Linked DNA regions of Mus musculus: all the other regions are linked to region 1. A link is a contact called in public HiChIP or PLAC-seq and promoter capture Hi-C data. All regions are on one chromosome and are shown on one strand. Each heading gives the region's core, a stretch centred on a gene start, on an enhancer-like site or on the middle of the called end of the contact. The rest is flanking DNA. Distances are from core to core; before and after follow the strand shown.

Evidence for each region. Promoter capture Hi-C pulls out the DNA fragments that hold promoters and counts their contacts. HiChIP or PLAC-seq counts read pairs in DNA pulled down with a chosen protein or histone mark.
Region 2: a contact with region 1 is called in an H3K27ac HiChIP or PLAC-seq map of embryonic stem cells, with 6 times the contacts expected there. The contact joins the promoter of 1700019F05Rik here to the enhancer-like site in region 1. A contact is called at or near these places in 1 of 39 promoter capture datasets (the C10 cell line), 2 of 484 Hi-C or Micro-C datasets (cortical neurons and cranial neural crest), 6 of 115 datasets of contacts at active chromatin or transcription factors (double positive thymocytes, embryonic stem cells and vascular smooth muscle cells) and 1 of 9 other capture datasets (adipose tissue).
Region 3: a contact with region 1 is called in a promoter capture Hi-C map of embryonic stem cells, with 6 times the contacts expected there. The contact joins the promoter of Usp46os1 here to the enhancer-like site in region 1. A contact is called at or near these places in 17 of 39 promoter capture datasets (the 3T3-L1 cell line, 3T3-L1-derived adipocytes, the C10 cell line and 11 more), 29 of 484 Hi-C or Micro-C datasets (CD4 T cells, CD8 T cells, the G1E-ER4 cell line and 16 more), 5 of 115 datasets of contacts at active chromatin or transcription factors (embryonic stem cells, extraembryonic endoderm stem cells, kidney and 1 more) and 2 of 9 other capture datasets (adipose tissue and liver).

What each region holds. Positions count from the first base shown.
Region 1 is chr5:74,283,784-74,287,573 of GRCm38.p6, reverse strand. All of the region lies in intron 5 of Scfd2 (Sec1 family domain containing 2), which reads left to right. Among named protein-coding and RNA genes, the nearest start is that of Gm32064, 31 kb to the left of the region's middle. Within about 2 kb of position 1,628, at least 57 of the 459 cell types and tissues checked have an H3K27ac peak or open chromatin away from gene starts, as enhancers often do. A contact at or near this core is called in 3T3-L1-derived adipocytes, CD8 T cells, the G1E-ER4 cell line and 5 more, where this site is marked.
Region 2 is chr5:73,911,238-73,915,027 of GRCm38.p6, reverse strand. It overlaps 1700019F05Rik (RIKEN cDNA 1700019F05 gene), which reads right to left and starts at 2,139. Exons shown (of 2, transcript NR_166206.1): 1 at 2,051-2,139.
Region 3 is chr5:74,012,393-74,016,182 of GRCm38.p6, reverse strand. Usp46os1 (a long non-coding RNA gene) reads right to left here and starts at 2,190. Exons shown (of 2, transcript XR_377030.4): 1 at 1,845-2,190; 2 at 848-1,097. The region is part of intron 5 of Usp46 (ubiquitin specific peptidase 46); the gene reads left to right.

The sequences.
Region 1 (3,790 bases), core at 379-2,878:
TGTCAGTTATTCTGGCTTTGGAGGGTATATGTGGATGGTAGCAGTCCTCTGTAAACCAACCTTTCCGTAAACCCTGTTTAAAGAGAAACTAGGTAGGGACCTGTCCTCTAGAGACCTCCAGAGAAGGATAAGAAAACAAAATGGAACCTAGAAAAACACTTCCTGTTCCATAGCTCGGTTAGAGCATTGTGTGTGTGTGGAGAAACATCCTGAGGAGAAATGCTTGTGGGAAAGAAAGGCCAACAGAAAGTCAGAGTTTGTTCAACTCTGTTCAAAAAATGCCAGCCTCAGTAAGTGGGGACAGAACAGTGATCGCTCACCACAAAGTCCTCTCCAACTCTACCTGTTTTTAGACAGAGAATCACAAAGCATCATGTCCAGAGCCCCGTCTTCTCATAGTGTTAGGTGGATTTCCTGCATGAAATCCCCACCAGAAACCTTAAAACGACCCGTGTATCGTTTCACGTGGTTCAGACTTTTGTTTTCTCTTCCCATCACAAATTCTTCCTTGTAGGCTAGGCATTTTAGATTTCGAGTTAGGCGTTTTTCTCAGTGCATCTTGACAAATCCTCCTTTTGTGGGATGAGGGGGTGTGCATATCCCCACAGCACACAGAGCGCCGTAGCACGGCTGAGGACGCAGATCCTTCATCTCTTACCATAGGGCTTGAACTTGATGCTTCATTGTCAGCTGCAAGTTTGCAGAATAAGATTCTCTCAGGGACACAAAGCAGGAAGTTGGGGGTGGGGGTGGGGTGGGGGAATTCTCCAAAGACTTATACAGCTTTAAGAAAACCTGACAGGATTTTCTTTTCTAAACACCAGGGAAAAGGGGGGCTGTAGGGTGTTGCCTTTTATGCAGGCAAAAGTGGGTGCACCTGCCGCAAAGCAGAGTGTGTAGAGGGTGGCCTGTCACTCCTATCCCCTTGCTGTCATAGGAGAAGTCATGTCTGGGCAATTCCTGCACCATTTTAAGTAGCCCCAGCTTTCCTGCTTGTTTTCCTTATCTAAGGACATTCTCTGGTGTGCTGAGAGATTCTTTGTGGCAGGGGCGAATATAAGTGGCATTGTGGCGACATCTGTTACAAATTTGGAAAAACATTTTTAAACCTAACTTGATTGAAGCGTGCTGTCTTTGACCCAGAATTCCAGACAGATTCTCTGGTCTTCTAAAATCATAAACACTCAATATTTGTGTTTCTAAGCTAATTTTTAAACCAATAAAAACAACAAAAAATTACATCTGGTGTTTTGCAATCTTCTAAAGGAAGTTTTGCAAACACCTTTGGGGTGTGATTTATTAATAAAACCTTGTTTTGTAAGGTGGTTTTGTATACCACTAGACACACATCCAGTATCACCACTCCAGTCCCCAAAGTCCCCAAGGTGACATTAGCAAGCCACTGAGAATTCATCTCGGATCCTGAGGAACTTGAGAGGCTTCTATTTTAGTATTTAGGATGAAACATAAGGCTAATTAATAAAACATGGTGCTAAGCTGTATGCCAAATGAAAGAAATATTTATTGGAAATAAGCAAAATGATTGTGCTGCCGTAGGAAGGGCCCTGTCCAGGCCTCTGAAGAATGCCGGGCATGCTCATCTGTTTTCACTAATGCATGCTGAATGCTTTGCCCAGCTTTCCAGAGCCAGGACAGCTCGGCCAGGATCTCCCCTTTACAGGGAACAGTCTCGCAGTCAGACAGTATTAAATAAGTGTGTTATGATCAATACTCTCTAAGACCCGAGAGAAATGGGAAAGCATAAACGGTCTGAGACTTAATTACATCCCAATTAAATAAGTTCTGTGTTTAAATACCCATGTCGTCTCAAAACTCTCCATAGCCTTTTTTATTTAGTTATATTTAAAAAAAAATGTGCTCTAGGCTACAGAATTCAGCTTAACACATTGACTTATAAAGGACAGAGGGGCAGGTAAGCAGAATCATTTTCCACTCTCACCATTGTTGGGGAAGGTACAAAAGCCAGCTTCATTGTTTTACAGCGGCTTGGGGAAACTGAAGACAGACCACAAAACCAAGAAGATTCAAAACTAAATACTCAGACTCTGGGGTTAAGCACTGCATATGGCTGGGCGTGGCTCTCTCTGACTCAGCAGGAATTACCAGGTCTTGCTCAGGAATCCTGTTTTATAAACCTTTTGCTGTTCATTTTGTCTCAGCTTGGTCTCTTTTAGGCTTTGTACACTCACCCAAAGGACCCTTGTCTCAGAGAAACTTAAATCTGTGAGCCTGTCCAAGTGCATTCCCACTGGAGTTGTGTTTTGAAGCCAGTGTCAGTCACCATGGGACACTTTTTGCTTCCCTGAAAAGGAATTAAAATGCGCCTTGAGGTTTCAGAGCACTGCTCATAGAGCCAGCCCCCTTATCTAGGATGGGTTCTTGGCCCGGTACTGAAGTAGGTATTTTATAGAGGAGCAGAAAAGGTTACTTTTAAAGATCTACCTGTACTCAAATTCCCCAGTTCGTAGTGGTTGTACTATCATTATATATCCCCTCCTTTTGTTTTAATATAAAGATAACTGACACAAAGCACCTTTGGCTTAATTCCCTACCGGGCTGAGTGGCATCACTGACTTCCTGTTTGGGAGCCAGGCTACAACATGAGTAAGTCCTGCTTTTGTGACTGCCCACTATTCCCCCATGTTTTCCTTCCTGGCCTTGAGCAGTGTGAAGGCACACATGGTAACTGTGTTGTGCATTCAGTTCCAAGGCTACAGTGAAGTGGCTTAGAAATCTAACTCCAGAAAGCACTGTTAGAAACACCCAGGATTCATACATTGGGGTTTAAACTCGTTTTTGGTTCTTGTACATTCTAAACCCCTTTTCCTGTTGCCAACTTTCCTGTAGCCCACACTTCAGGAACAGGCCCCGCATGGGGCTGCAACCCTCGGTTTAAGAGGCGGGGCTCAAGTGATGAGGCACTCTCTACTTGTGACTAGCTTCCCCTGGTCAATAGAGGTCACATGTTCATCATCTGAATGGGTCTCCAGTCTTACATATAGAAACTGATGTTAAAACTGACAAGTTATTGATAGGAAAAGACCCTCTATGTAGGCCTTGCAATTCTACACACAGAGAAACTAGCAGTTGCCTAGACAATAATTGTTATTGAAACATTTTAGTTTAAATATCAGGATTTGAAATGAGTGTTCAGTGAGATAAATTAGTAAGTGCATCTTCTTTGAACACAAACTCAACTATAGTCATAAAATTATTTTGTCAGCTTTATAACGTAGCTTCTCTTCTTCACATGCAGCAGAAAAAAAGAGTCATGGGTGCTACTTCCTACAGATGACTGCCGTGGCATAGATTGGGTGTATCCACCATGAAAACCAGATCTACAGTGTTGGCAATGAGACGTGGGAAATGAGTGAAACATTGGTTTTGGTTTGCTGGATCTGTTGTCTTACACTACCTTTGAAGACTTGTCTGGCAGTGTCCAGGTTGCAGGGTGAAGACATAGACCTTTTGTAAGCCAAATTATGTCATTGTCAAAAGCCATCACAGTAAAGTCAGGGATCCAGTAGCTCACATTGGAACTCAATTAAAATGGCCTCAATGGGAGAGCAAGGAATGGTGATCATAAATTGTGCCCACAATGTGTTTTTAAAAAGTATTTGTTTCCCCTTGTGGATCGTTATTTTAAACTGTGTCTGTCATGTGTATCTTCCTGAGATAAATTTGGATGAAGCAGAGACAGAGACCATAAAGCTCGCTGCTCCCCGACCCTCCACCCAGCCCTGCCACCACTGGCTGGGCTGCAGTCTTA
Region 2 (3,790 bases), core at 890-3,389, 370 kb after region 1:
CCAGGTATATCAGCCACACTCCAGAGCAGGCTCCAGGCCCATCCATGCTTTTTGGTTTTGTATGTTTGTTTGTTCTAATGCACTTTTGTTTTGATATTTCATTTATCTTTCTCATTTTTGTTAGTTTATTTGTTTTGACTTTTGTTTCATATTTTTATTTGAGAGGGAGAACATGAAGTTGGGTGGGTGGGGAGGTAAGAAAGGTCTGAGGGAGTTGGGGGAAATAGGACCAAAATACAGTGTATGTAAAATATTTAAGTAAAGTTTTTTATATAAAAAACAAAAAAAAAATAAAAGAAAATAAATTCACCTAGAAAGATGGCTGAGACAAACAGACACACAGACACACACACACACACACACACACACACACACACACACACACACACACACAGAGAGAGAGAGAGAGAGAGAGAGAGAGAGAGAGAGAGAGAGAGAGAGAGAGCCTGAGAGGAGCTCCATGGCAGCACTGTGGGGACAAGGTTCCAGAAGAAACCCCAGAGCAAAGGCGATATCTGACTTTCAGAAGTTTTCAGGGACTGGTGGGAAGTTTTATATTATGTGACTTAATCCAACATAGCTTACAAGCCAAGGAGCAAGGTATTGAGTTGAGCCATATGTTTCTCTCACAGTTTGAGGGGGGAGAGCTGGAAGGTCAGATCACATGGTGGCTTCTTAACTCTGCTGGAGAGAGGGAAAGGGAAGAAGAGGGGGCGGGGCATGTGGGGGAGGGGAGCCGATGATGATGATGATGATGATGGGCTTGTGGCTTGAGTTCTCCAAATTGTCAGATCTTGTCTTTTAGAGCGATCAGCATCTTAAACTGACAAATACAATGGGAAACTCAGAAATGGCCTGTGTCTTGAAGGAACTAATACTGAATGAAGAACAATGTTAATTTTTAAAAAGTTATTAAAAATACTAAATTGTCAATTGATCAAGAGAGACACATATGGTTCAAGAAAATGTTTAGTGGAGATGGTGTGGGCAGTGAATAGTCACACTGAATGTTGAGTAATGGTGACGTGTTAACAGGTGTTTGCCACTCCGTTTGACTAGCCCATTATTCTCCCACATAGAAATTCTGATGAATGTCTTTTCTGTTAGGTTATAGCTCCATATAACAGACACAAAGTTAACAATATATGAAATGCATAGATGTCACAGTCAACAATAGATGAGAGATTAGATTTTTCTCTCACATAAAAGTTTGTAATAATATAACAGCTATATTCTGCAAGATTACTGAGAGCCTAGGATCTCTCTTTTTTGCCCTGCCAACCATACGATGATGTCATCATGCACCTGGCCTGAGATGATGCATCTTTTTGTCTGTATTGTAGGGTGCTTGAGCAAGATGTAGGCATGTGTACCTTTTAGTATAAGGGCAGGGTCTAGAATTGCATTTATCTCTTTATTTATTCTAAAGCCTTTGGTCAGAACTTGGCTCTATACACTTACTAGGGTGCATATTCAGAATGGCTTTATGCTAAAAATAACAATGGCACCAGGAGACAAGAGTTTGGGTACGAAGACAGAGAGAGCAGTGAGCCTCCACCACGCCCTTTCTGGGCATGGTTTAGACAGCCATGCTCCCTTGGGCCTGGGGCTGGCCTGCTGTCACTTTGCATCTGTCTCTGGAATGCCCATTGGTCTGGGAAGGAGATCTCGTAATGGTCAGCCAGCACAACTCCAGCTGGCACAGTTCTCTCTCATTTGCGTTACATATGTGGCTTGTCTCTAAGATACTGCTTGAATTCAGCGTCCCTGGCTGTGATGATTAATCTTGTATGTCAACCTCTTGGCCCCTGGGTGTGCAATTACTTGGTCACGCATTATTTTGGATTTGTCTGTAGCATAGTTTGGTTGCAATGACCATTTGGTTTGATAAGATGAATTAAGCAGATTGCTATCCACCACGTGGGTGGTTTTCCTCTAATTCATTAAAGACCTAGAAGAAAAAGGCTGAGCTCCCTCCCCCGCCCCCCGTGCCCCACCTCCACCCCAACACAGTCAAACACACACAGAGAGGGCACTCTTGCCTGGCCACCTTCAGAATTGAATGAAAACTTCATGCTGCTCTTGGGACTTTGGTCTTCGCATTGGAAATGCAGTTAGTTCTCTAAGGTCTACAGCTTGCTGACAACAGATGTTGGAATGTTGAGACTTGTCAGCTTCCAGAACTGCATCAGTCAGTTTGTTAGAATCAACACCTAGGTGAGGGGGAGGGACTCTGTCACTGCATAACCTACTTGAGTGCCTTAGTTAGGGTTTCACTGTTGTGAACAGACACCATGACCAAGACACAAGGCAAGTCTTATAAAGGACAAGGTTTAATTGAGTCTGGATTACAGGTTCAGAGGTTCAGTCTGTTATCATCAAGGCAGGAGCACGGCAGCATTCAGGCAGGCATGGTGCAGGCAGAGCTGAGAGTTCTACATCTTCATCTGAAGGCTGCTAATGAAAGAGTAACTTCTAGGCAGCTAGAATGAGGGTCATAAAGCCCACACCCACAGTGACACACCGACTTCAAAAAGGCCACACCCTCTAATAGTGCCACTCCCTGGGTCCAGCATATACAAACCATCACACTGAGTTACATTTTATTGTTAAAAGCAAACACAGATTAGGAGCTGCTGGCTTTGTCCCTCTATGTAACAGATGGTGGCATTTGGTGCTGGCAGCCATGATATGGCTCCTACAGATTGGAGGGTGACTAATCTAGGATGGGATCTAGATCTTCAGGGCCATGTCCTCCAGGTCATATTGCAGATGAGAAAACAGTGCCTTTGACTCAAAGATGTAGTCACCTGCTTGTCAAGTATACTTGATCTCCATAGAAACCACAATCATCAGTCCCCTCTTCACATAAAGGGCTTTCTGTAGGCTAAGATGTTGGGAAGATGTGGAAGACAAACACTGCTTGCTTTTTTCATGCTGATTGAGAGTACGGAGCACCCTTTAAAGCTTAGCCACTGTGGTGGTTTGAATAGGAACAGCACCCATAGACTTACGTGTTTGCATGATTGGCTATGGGGAGTGGATCTAATGGGAGGTGTGGCCTTGTTGGAAGAAGTGAGTCACTATAAACTGGGCATTGAGGTTTCTTATGCTCAAGCTGCACCCATGCCATACACAGTCATCTCCTGCTGCCTTCTGATTAAGATGTAGAACTATCAGCTCCTCCAGCACCATGTCTGTCTGCACACTGCCAGGCTTCCTGCCATGATGATAATGGACTAAACAACTGAAACTGTAAGCCAGCCCCAATTAAATGTGTTTTCATTTATAAGAGTTTTTGTTGTCATGGTGTCTCTTCACAGAAATGAAACCCTAATTAAGACAGACATTGAATTGACCACTGAATTCCATGAGCAAAAGCCAGTATCAACATGATCAAAGCAGAGCCCTGGGACCAGGAAGTGTTGTGAGCATTCTGCCTCTTAGACTGGGTTCTTGGTTTGAGTTGTCAGGCTCAGAGGTAAGGAAAGCTCTTGCCATGACAGAGTTAACATAAGTATGTCCTGCTCAATGCCTGTGGAGGTAGGTCAGACCTACTCATTTCACTGAGATAATGAGAAGAACTAGGTTCAGTCAACAGTGAGTTGTTGGAATAAATTAACATAAATTCTGTTTTGATGATTGCTGAAAACTGATCACTATATATTTATATTTGTGTGTGTGTGTGTGTGTTGTAGACCAGAAGTCAATGTCAGATTTTTTAAAAGACTTATTTTATCTGTAATGCTATTGTATGTCTGTGTACCATGTGTGTGTGTACAACTTGCAG
Region 3 (3,790 bases), core at 941-3,440, 270 kb after region 1:
ACATTATCATTCATAACGGTAGCAAAATTACAGTTGTGAAGTAGCAGCAAAAATAATTTCATGGTTGGGGCTCATCCCAACGTGAGGAACTGCATTAAAGGACCGCAGCATTAGGAAGGCTGAGAACCACTGCTCTGAGGTAACCTTGCGCATGAACATTTCTACGCTTTGAGAACTAGTGATGGAATTGCCTTCTCTGCATTGCTTTAATATTCTATAGAGGTCCCTCATTAGTGTCAAGAGACAGTAATGAGCCAGTGTTTAACAACATGCGCCCAGGATTACTGCAGATAGAACATATTCACTTAGTACATTGAAACTGTGTGCAGAGAGGCTGGGGAGATGGCTCAGTCATTATGTGGTCACAGTGTTTGACCAGAGAACCTGAATTCAGTTCTCAGCACCCATGTCAGGCAATTCCAGGTTTTCTTTTTGCGGGGGGGGAGATCCAATCCTATGGCCTCCATACCCATATATAGGCACATATATATAGTGAAATAAATCTTTTTAAAGGAAAAGAAATCCTTCAAATCCTTTCCTTTTAAAGGAAAGAAAATATTTGGAATTGTTGCAAGGGCAAAATTCCCCATCCCCACTCCCTTTCAACAAGGAAATAAGTGCTTATAGTTTTCCTGTCCTAGACAAAGGCTACAGGAACGAATGTCACAAATCACCAAGCTCCAAGGCCTACAGACCTGGCTACTTCTGGTCAAGTGGGACTACACAGATGACCTCCAGAGCTTAGGGACAAGACTGCCCTACAGAGTGGCTGAAGGTGAAGTTGCTAATGTGGCTCAGTGTTTTGGGTGGGCTGCCCCAATGAACAGATACCACAGCTGTGGACATCTTACGGAAGCATAACACGTTTTACAGTATCATAACAAGGCTCTGTTGGTTTGCATCAGTGAGAATCAGCAGATGGGATCTTGCTGGAAGAGCTTCTTGGTGTGGTAGGCTGTATGACTTCCACTCACTTCCCACTTCCCAGTTCCTTCCTCTCCACTCTCAGCATGGAGCAAACAAGGAGGGTTTGAAGTGTGTTTTGCAGGCTGGCTTCATTCTTCAGCTTGGTTTTGTTAAGGGACTGGGTGATACTCCTGTAAAAAGAGACCATCTTTGGGTCTTCTTAGCGTTTATGACTGTATTGGTGCACTTGACTGGAAAAAGAGAAAGTTATCCCAACATTGTCCTGTGGGGGAAGGATGTTGCCTTTCTTCACGAGGTAAACGTAGGGGTTTGAGGAGGTTTGGCAGCATCCTCTGCCTCATGGGGAATCCCTGGTTGTTAGAAGGAAGGTTGTGGTAGCTGTAGCCTTGAAGCCAGGTGGATAAAGCGCTGAGTGGTTAGTTCTGACTCCAGATATGCCATGGAGAACTGAATCACGGACTGCTGTTTCCGTGGTGGAATGGGAAAGTTGGTTCAGTTTCCACAGTGCAAGCAAGGCAGAGGTTGGACATGGCAAAGATGGGGAAGGGCAGTGTGTAATTGGTCTTGTGTTAGTCACCTTTCTCATCACTGTGATAAAATGTCCGACAGATGAGACAGCTGACAGGGAGAAGGGTGGTTTTGGCTCACAGTTTGAGGTTACAGTCCACCACAGCAGAGAAGACATGGTGGCCGGAACACAGGGCAGTCCGTCGGTCACACAGTTAGAAAACATCGAGGTGAATGTTCACATACAGCTCATATCCTTCCCCCACCCTGCCTGCTGCCCCATTTGTATTCAGTCCTACACGCCAATACATGGAATGATGCTGTCAACGTTCATTGTGGGCCATGCGTTCCCCGTTACCCCCTCTGGAAACGCACCCACAGCTACCCCCAGAAGCATATTTCTTAGGTACCTCTAAATCCGGTGAAGTTGACAATGGGGATAACATCATAGCTCCCAAACTGGACTTTGAGATCCATCAGATTCCTGTGTGAATGGACAGCCCAGTCCAGTCAGTACTCCTGATAAGTACTCCACAACTTAGATCACCCCTAAATTAGGTCTTGGCCGGCTCACTTACACCTGCCCTCATATGTCATAAAGTCATACATCATATGTCATGATGTCATACATCAGCCAGTGGCTGCCCCTCACCATTGAACTCCTGATGGGGCCGCAGCTTCCGTCTCTTCTGTCAAAAGTGCAGCAGACCCAGGGTGGGTAACTCCAGCAGATCCATTAGCTGTTTTGTTTTGTTTTGTTTTGTTTTTTCCTGCCAAATCTTTGGGTTAAAGTGGTTGTAATACCGCACACATTAAATTTCAGCACTTGGAAAGTAGAGGCAGGCCAACTTTTCTGAGTTCAAGGCCAGCCTGGTATACTTAGTGAGTTTCATGATAACTAAGGACTCAAATAAATAAAGGAATACATAAATAAGTAAATAAATAAATAATAAATAAAGTCTTTGAGTCTGCAGATGGAATGACCACAACGCTGGTCTCCCTGACTCAATTCGGGTTGGATTCATCTTATTTGGTTTTCAGTTGGGAGCTCTTTAACGTCCTCTGTATTAGGGTTTATGATGTGAGCTTTCTGTCTTTCATCCATCTTAATGACTGTTAAGGACTCGTGCTGAAGTAAGCACACACTCTCCTCCTTGAGAGGGACCCGGGTGACAGAGTCTGGTGTATTCTCACCAAACTCTTGTCCCAGAGAAATGGTATAAATAACATTAAAATTCAGAAATTAGCTGGATAGAAGCCATGAATCCACACTGTTCTCTGATCCAAAAGCTCCTATGTCAGACCTCAGAACTGTGTCCTAGGCAGGGTGAGCCGCCTGTGACTGAGGATTCTAAGAAAGAGGGTGCCTCCCCCCTTTTCCTTTGAAAAGCTCCGAGATGCCTCAGGCAAAGACTCAGACTGTGTGTAGTTTGTCCTGATTGTCCTTCGAAGCCCTGTCTCTCTTCCCCGGAGCTCCTTTCTTTCGCTCTCCTGCGGCTCTTCACCTCTCAGAGCTCAGGTGTAAAAGGACTTTCTTCTTCCTCTCTCTTGAAACCCTCTCAGGCCAGGAGGTCAGCCAGGTGTCCAAGCGGCCTCTGAATCCCCTCAGAGCTGTCTCTGTGTGCAAACTGATCTTTAGGAACCTGGTTTCTACCTGTTTTGAGAAACTCAATTTCTGTCCTGAGTTTACACTCATTGTCACCTTACTGAATGCCATGTTCATCTCTCTCCTGTGTTGTGACCCATGTCTTAGTTTTGGTCATTACTGACATGTGGCATTTCCTGGAGTTTGACACTCGCAGATTTTTTTAAGTTTATTCTTTTAGTTAATGTACTAAAGGATGTGCTTCCTTGTGACATTCTCAGACATTTCAGTTTGTTCTTACCTACCCACCTCACTCCCCTGCCTTCTCATCTACTTCCTTTCCTTGGTTCCTGTCTCTCTTCAAACAGTCCTGCCCCCTGCTTTCATAAGATCTCGTCATTTTCTGTTAAAGTTCTTCCTCCCTTCATAGACCTTTATTTTCCCCCCCCCCTCTCTCTCTCTCTCTCTCTCTCTCTCTCTCTCTCTCACACACACACACACACACACACAGGCACCAGGCACACACACAGGTACATACACACACAGGCACAAATACAAGTACACACACACAAGCACAGACACAAGCACAAACACACACAGGCACACACACAGAGAAACACACATACACACACACACACACACACACACATAGAGGGGCGGTGGAGGAATGTATCTTTCTGAATCTGGCTTATTTCGCTTAGCATAATGATGTCAGTTCCATTCATTTTCCTGTGCATTGTGATTCCATTCTTATTCATGTCTGAATAAATG